Linked DNA regions of Gossypium arboreum: region 1 is linked to region 2. Evidence: chromatin contacts called from public Hi-C data. All regions are on one chromosome and are shown on one strand. Each heading gives the region's core, a stretch centred on a gene start, on an enhancer-like site or on the middle of the called end of the contact. The rest is flanking DNA. Distances are from core to core; before and after follow the strand shown.

Region 1 (4,028 bases), core at 842-3,341, 150 kb before region 2:
CTGTTAGGCAAGTTGCATTGTCAACGCCATCCTGCAATTTAGAGTCATCACGGGACAATCAATCTAATGAAAGTTCTGAACAATTCTTCGTACCTGTTTCGTCAACTAATTTTTCTTGTGGGGGACCGGAAAATAAAGTGAGCTTAATAAAGACTAAGAGATTATTTTCAACTCAAACTGACAACTCCTTGCTCGATAGCCATGCCAGTAATGGTCGAATTGGGAGTCATAACTATGATGACTTACCGCAAACGTTGAACAATCTTGATTCTCTTAATGATTACGATCAAGTAAATGGATTTCTCTCTGCCGCTGCTTCAAGTTCTGCAACTTCTGATGGACAATCATTTTTTGACATGGATGATGCTCAAGATCAGGTCTTCTCTCCTCCTTTGCTGATGGACATGTCCTTGTTAGCCGATACTTATGAGGATTTGCTCGGTATGTTGTTTTTATTGAAAACTAATACTATTATATAGCCTCCATGTAGGCGCTGTACTATAAGTGTGTAATAATCTAATGCCACCATGGTTCCACTTTTTTAGCGGAGTTTTGTTCGTTTTCTACCTCCTCATGAGGTCGTATTTGATTTGGAGGTTTGTTTTGTGCAGCTCCACTTTCAGAAACAGAAGCTGCTTTGATGGAGCATTGAAACCAGGGATTGGACAATTCCATTCGGATATGGTTTTGGTTTTGGGTCCTTGGTTTGGATGTCCAGCACTCACCCATTGCTTTGTTGTTCAACACGATGCTTGCATGTACTTTTGAGAGACAGATCCACGATGAAGCCTTGATTATTGCGATTATTTTGTAACCAACTGAAGTTTAAAGAAAATTTATATAATTTTTGCCCACAATGCAAGCATGTTCCTTTATCTTACTTTTAAATTAGTAAAGCTTGATTACTGTTCTTAGTTCAGCGTATTATGTTGAAGAGCCTTTTGGTACTGACAGGTACTTTGGCAAGATGGCTCGTTGAAGTTTCTCGATTTATGAAAGGTAAATCGAGATTATTTAGCTTATCCTTTAACATCATGATATGTTTTAAAAGCGAAATTCATTAGATGTTGTTGTCAATTTTTGTATGCAGAAAGTTATAGATGACGTTCATTGCTTTGCTTGCAAAGGAGTTTTGTTGACTTTGTAAGTTTTAGATTAATGTGTTGTTGTCCATTTCAGGGCCTGCAATTACTTCTTTTCAATGTACCTGTAGCGAAGGAATTAATCACTGTTATTGGCGGTGAACACCTTAATTTCTAAAAAAAAAAAACAAAGAGTACCTGCGATACATACCTTTCCAAGGGTTAAGTATACTAGATTTTCTTAAATTATAATCAAGTTTTAGTTTGGTTTTAAAATTTAAAACTTGTTTCAATTAAAATTTTGAATTAAAATAGTATTTCAACAAAGTCTTTTAGATAACTTAATCGTAACATTTAAAAAAATTATCTTTTCATACATGTTTAAAAAATCAAGTCAAAGCCAGGATTTATTTTCCTTTTATATAATATTTAGTTCCACTTATGATTTTCGAAAAACATGCTTAAAGGTATTTAAATTTATGTTTTCATAATTATGATCACAATAGTTATCAAATGAGAAAAATCTCAATTGATAACTAAACTAATAATTATACTATTGAAGGGTTTCATTGCAACTATAGTACAGGAAAAAAATGAAATTATTTGATATTTAAGACTAATTAAGTTATAATGATAAATTTAACATTTTCTTTTGTTTTTTATCTTAATTCTTTTATTATTTTAATCCTTCAACCTTTAAAATTTAATCAATTTATTTTTTGTTGGAGGGAAAATTGATGGTAACCCTTGTAATAGTCTATGTATACTTCATAAAATTCAAAAATATAACATGTAGATTGTCTACATCAATACCATTAAAAGTTTAACAATTTAACTACAATTTAAAAGTTAAAAGCCAAAGTGATTCAAAAAAGAAAAGAATCAAAATGACAAAAATATAAATTCTAGGAGCTGCATTTGTTATTATACCTTAATTTAAATAAATTATATCTTTATAAACCTTCATCTATGTGAGATGAACAGTTTGGGGTTTTTACATATAAAAGGGAAATGAAAGGTTTGAAGAAAATTTTAATGGTAATAATGTTGTAAGCTATCTAAGATTATAATTCAAGTTTGTAATGATTTTAAACAGCTCACAAAAGATAAATACAAAAAGAAAAGATACAATATAGTTTCTAAGGCACGCGCCAAAGTGCACGTGAGGTCCTTTGCCCGACCAGAACGGAAAACTGTGCTAAAGCCGGAAGAAAAGATGGAAGCTTTGGCCTTTAGATGATAACCGTGGACAACAATGGATCTGTCAAGTCTTTAAAAATTACCACTCGAGTTGAGTAGCGCGTGGGAATATTAAACTATCATTTTTATTGTATTTCTCATTTTTAACATTCTCCATCTTCATCCGGGAGAAAATCAAAAGTGAAAAAAAAGTGTGAGCTTTGAGATTGAAAATGAAATTTTGCTGAGAAGATTTAGAAAAAGATTAAATCTTTACTAAAATAAAAAAAAATAGAGATATGGGTTTAAGTTAAACAATTATTTTCCATAAAAGAAAGAAAAGAAAAAAAAGGAAAACTAAAACACCACCAACAACAGCCAAAGGTTGTTTCATGGATGATGTTTTTCTTCTTTTTCCTAAATCCCTCATTTTTTTTCTTTAAATTCTAAAATCTCTATCTCTCTGTGTGAGAAAGAAAGGAGTAGCTCAACTATCTCTTTTGTAAGTAGACAGATTTTACCCTCTTTTTTTTTTTTGTTCATATTTTTGTTTCCTCACCTTTTCTTGGTTTTGCACCAAAGCCCTTTTTCTTTCTTCATATTAGTTAGAGTTTTATTTTGGGTTATGTTCTTTTGGATAATTTTGTAGGTTGCTTTTGTTGGAAAATGCTGTTTGGGATTTTAAGATCAAACCCAGATCTTGTTACCTTTCGGTCAACCTTAATGCTTTTGTTAATCTTTGGAAGCTACGGAAAAATAGAGCCAAGGGGAACACTGGTGGAAATTCTTTGCCCCTTTTCATTCTTTAAAGTTATGTAGCCTGAAAATTAAAGCTTTTAGCTGAATTTCATGGCTTTAATGGGTGATCAAATTGGGTACTTTTGTTTATTGTTTTAGGCATACGGTTTCTTTATCTATCTATCTATCTATCTATCTATCTATCTATCTATCTATATGTTTATATCTCAAAGTGATGCATGCTTTGCCATCTATTTGCTAATTGGGGCTTTTGTTTTAGTTGATTGATGTTCTCTATCTTGGACTTGTTTTATGTGTTTTAGATTTTTTTCAACATATGAAGTTTGGTTGATGTTGTTAAGGCAAACAATGAAGCTTCTCTGTTGAGGAATTTGAGTAATAACTCATTTTATTGAGGATGGAGTCCCATATTTATGGCTGGGTTGACTCATTGTCCACTTCGAGTATGATGATACTGCATTTTCTTTGAGGGGTTTTCTTTTTCATATCGAGGTTTTAAGTTACGATGATCAAACAAATACTTAATAGGCTCCCACGGAAACCATCTAAGTCGAGTGACAATCGTGAGGGAGGAGGAACCTCTACTTCATCATCAAATGCTTCTACCAGTTCAAGAAGCAGTGATCAAGTTAGTAACCGCTATGCAAACTCTAGCAGTTCGTCCTTTTCCAGCTCTAGTTCTCCAAATTCTGGGTTGAATCAAGGTAACAAGTTTTCTCAAGTGGTGAATACGAAACTGAATGGGAATATGGTTACCACTTCTTTTGAGGCTTTACCTAGTTTTAGAGATGTACCGAATTCTGAGAAGCAGAACTTGCTTATCCGAAAACTGAACTTGTGTTGCATCGTGTTTGACTTCACTGACCCGACAAAAAACCTCAAAGAGAAGGATCTCAAGCGGCAAACCTTACTTGAGCTTGTGGATTATGTTTCATCTGCTAATGGAAAATTCTCGGAGATTGTTATGCAAGAAATCGTGAAGATGGTATCTGTAAATTTGTTTAGAGC
Region 2 (4,015 bases), core at 1,196-3,695:
ATTCCTCTAGTGAATCGAACTCTCTTTGCTTCCCAAAAACACGGTGCTCACAGAAATTCAGTTTGCAAATTCCTTGCCCATTAAGAAGTCCTCTTTGCTTAATTTCGCCATGCCATTCTCACTCATATGCCCTAGGCGATATGCCAAAGTTTAGTAATATCATCATCGACAAGGAAGAGGAAGCGACAATTTGCATCACCGAGAATGAGAGAACCCTCAGAAACATATAACTTGGCAATCTTTCTTTGCCCTTTCATCACAACAAAGGACCCTTTGAAATCTTTAAAACCCCACTTTCGGTGTGTATCATGCCTTTTGAATCAAGAGTACTCAACGAAATTAAATTTCTTTTCAATTCGGAACATGCCGCACGTCACTAAGTGTTCGACAACTCCATCAAACATCTTAACTTTAATTGTTCCAACACCGCGATTTTACATGAAGCATTATTTCCCATCAAAACAACACCTTGACATCGTTTCATAAGTTGTAAACCAATCCCGATTGGGACTCATGTGGAAGGTGCAGACTGAATCAAGTATCCACTCCTCGCTTACTTTAGAATCATTGATGAAGCAACTAGAAGTTCACCATCATTGTAGTCTTCTACAACATCGACTTCACCGGAATTTTTCGGTTGTTTTCCCTTTGATTCGCAGACCTCCCTTTTAATCTTATTTTGTAGCTTATAGCACTCAGATTTAATGTGCCCTTTCTTCTTGCGAAGTTGCAAGTTTTACCTCTGTTTGAAGATTTCGATCTACCCTTAGATTTACCACGAGGATTCCGTTCTCGTGTTCTACCACGATCATCATCAACATTCCGGTCTTGTCTCCCACGAACAATGAGACCCTCTCCCCGAGAGTTGGGTTTAACCACAAGATGCTTCATCTTATCATACGAGGTTAAAGAATCATAAACCTCATCAACGTGAGAGACTCATGGCTATATAAAATCGTGTCTCTAAAGGTTGAATAAGACGGGGCAACGAACAAAGTAGAATCAACCCTAGATCTTCCTTATCATGTGAACCTCCATGGCCTCCAAGTTTGAGAGAATTTCTTTAAACACTTTGTTAAGTGTTCGTGTACGACGCACCTTCCTCCAAACGATGAGCATAAAGACGCCGCTTCATATGCAACTTGCTTGTTAGAGTTTTCGACATACATATTTGTTCTAGCCTCTTCCATAATGCGTGGCAGCTTTCTCTTTCATCACATCCCGCAAAATTTCGTTGGACAAATGTAGATGTAATTGTGTTAATGCCTTTCGATCCTTACGCTTCTTCTCTTCATCTGTTAATGTCGAAGGCATCTTATCTATCCTAGCAGGGCATCCTCTAGATCCATCTGCAAGAAGCGCTTGCATCTTAATTTGCCACAACGCAAATCGGTGTTGCGATCCAACAATGAATTTCATACTTCAAAGACGCCATTACCGTGATCGAGATGAATAACCCTAAGCTCGATACCAATTTGTGAAAAATAAAATAGAATAAAATAAATAAAATAAAGAACACATAAATTTTACGTGGAAACCCTTTCGGAAAAAAACCACGAGGCAGAGGAGAAGAAAATTCACTATGTCGAAAAATTTTTACTCAAATACAAGAGGAATAGACTATGTCTATTTATAGGCTTGCAAAGCCATATTCTAGTAGGATTAAAACACCTTATCCTAATCAATATAAAATAGATGGAGTTTAATAAGGTTTAAAACCTTATTCTAAAATAAAATAAAAGAAGTCTAGTTCTATATGGATTTTACTTTTATTTTATTTTCCATCGTATTTTATTTAAATAAGAATTTGGGTCATTTAATTCTAACAAAAAGTAAATTGATTATTACATTAAAAATTTTATCTATTTCTATTGTTAAAAATCTGGTCCTTATACGTCGACATGAGGTATATGTGGCATGTCATGTATAATTGTTTAGTTATTTCGTTAATCATGCTAATTTTAACTTTAGAAAATGGATGAAAATTTTAATTGAAAAAACTAATTTGTTCTTTGGTTTAATATATATAGATTAATTTACTTTTTTTTAATAAAATGACCAAAATAAAATTTGACTATTAGTACAGAGACATTTATAATACTTTTATTAGGAATTTAATTGATACAAATGATAATTTAAACATTCAATTATAGTTTTTTAAATTTAAGAATAAAATTAAAATTCTAAATCATAATATAAAAGGTATGATGAAATAAAGGCTTTAAATATATGTTTTATGTTTTTTTTTTTTTTGGTATGGAAGGACTTAGAATTTATTTAAACACAATGATAGGGACTTCAAAATGTAACATTTCCCAATAGAAGTTATCAACTTTGCAATTAATTTGTCTTGCCCAAATTCTAGATCTACCTTTCTAATTCTCGTACCTCTCACTTGAGAGGTTAATTAAGTCATTAGGCTATATATAATATATAAAGTATATTAATCCCATTTTCCAACATTTTTATCACTAAAATAACCTCATAGTTTAACAGCCTATCATTAAAAGCAAATAAAAAAGAACATCTTATTAAAGTTGCTGGTTGCATGATCTTATTGTAACCTATCATCCAACCAAGGGCCCTCTTCTTCCCTTCCCTTTTCTTTTCTTTTCTTTTCTTTCTTTCATTCTACACTTCCATTTGGTCTGCCATTGAAATATATGGTATCAGATTTCAAGCATAATTTCCCAGTTTTTATAAACCCTAATCACCCAATTCCCATGTCAAATTTCAACCTATAATTAACCCATTTCACAGTTTCATACTTTTCTTTCCCCTTCCAAAAACCTTGAATTTATCTCAACCTTAAAAAACCCAAAAACAGGAAAAATAAAAAATAAAAAAAGGAAGAAAAAAACCTCAGAATTGGAAAGAAAAAAAAAAAAAGGGAAGGGAAAAGCATCATCTTCATTTATTTCGGGGCTCTGCAAATTCATCAACAAAAAACGTTGAAAAGATCAATACCCAGAATTTGTTTTCGACGAAAAACATTAAAAAGAACTTTTGTTTTTGTTGTAAAAATTAGAAAATTTTTTTTAAGGGAAATGCCAAGCGTAGCTGTAAAATTATATAGTGTATTCTTCAAGTTCCTCTTGAAGCAGCGTTTGCAAAGCTGGATTCAAGATCCTATTGACGAATCCTCCAATCCTTACGGTGTCACGACCCGACCCGAAGAATCCGTTTCCGCTCCCAATCCTTGTTTCACCGACGGTGTCGCCACTAAAGACATTCACATTGACCCGTTTACTGCCCTCTGTATTCGGATCTTCCTCCCCGAATCGTCTCTTTCCCCTCCCGAACAATCCCACCCCAAATCCCACCTCAGATCCTCCCTATTAGACCCCAATTCCATTAATCACCGGAGGAACAGCTATGCTCCTTCTGATACCGGGACCCCGAGAAATGATTCGAGAAGAAGCAGTCTTGATGGGTTAAATTCAAGATCCGACAATAATGTTTATCGAGGTTATTCACCACAACCTCAAAAATGTCGAAAATTGCCGATAATGTTACAGTTTCACGGCGGGGGTTGGGTTAGTGGGAGCAATGAGTCGGTCGCCAACGATTTCTTTTGTCGGAGGATAGCGAAATTGTGTGATGTTATAGTTGTGGCCGTTGGTTATAGGTTGGCGCCGGAGAATAAGTATCCGGCGGCTTTTGACGATGGATTGAAGGTCTTGAATTGGTTAGGGAAGCAAGCGAATTTAGCCGAGTGTTGTAAGTCAATGGGGAGTGGGGCTCGTGGGGTTGGAGCAGAGTTTACCAAGGCCGAAGTTCAAAGACATATTGTGGATGCATTTGGGGCTTCCATGGTTGAGCCGTGGTTGGCAGCTCATGGTGATCCATCAAGGTTCTTATTTCTTCATTTTAACCATTCAATGTTTCGATCATCTTCTTCTTCTTCTTCTTCTTCTTCTTCTTATTTTATTATTTTTTATTATCTTTTTGTATTTGTATTTGTTTTTGTAAATGAATTTATTTGATTGAAAATAAAGGGGTTAGTTAAGTTCAA

Evidence for each region. A called contact is a pair of places that touch in the nucleus more often than the background predicts.
Region 1: a Hi-C map of leaf shows a contact between it and region 2, with 2.0 times the contacts expected there. The contact joins the promoter of LOC108457053 here to the promoter of LOC108454349 in region 2. A contact is called at or near these places in 2 of 5 Hi-C or Micro-C datasets (both in leaf).

Annotation. Positions count from the first base shown.
Region 1 is chr9:15,604,555-15,608,582 of ASM2569848v2, reverse strand. It overlaps LOC108457053 (serine/threonine protein phosphatase 2A 57 kDa regulatory subunit B' theta isoform), which reads left to right and starts at 2,091. Exons shown (of 3, transcript XM_017755865.2): 1 at 2,091-2,763; 2 at 3,323-4,028. The coding sequence starts at 3,526. LOC108454281 (AUGMIN subunit 6-like) reads left to right here. Exons shown (of 13, transcript XM_017752695.2): 12 at 1-441; 13 at 612-857. The coding sequence ends at 652.
Region 2 is chr9:15,454,511-15,458,525 of ASM2569848v2, reverse strand. LOC108454349 (probable carboxylesterase 11) reads left to right here and starts at 2,445. Exons shown (of 2, transcript XM_017752780.2): 1 at 2,445-3,853. The coding sequence starts at 3,048.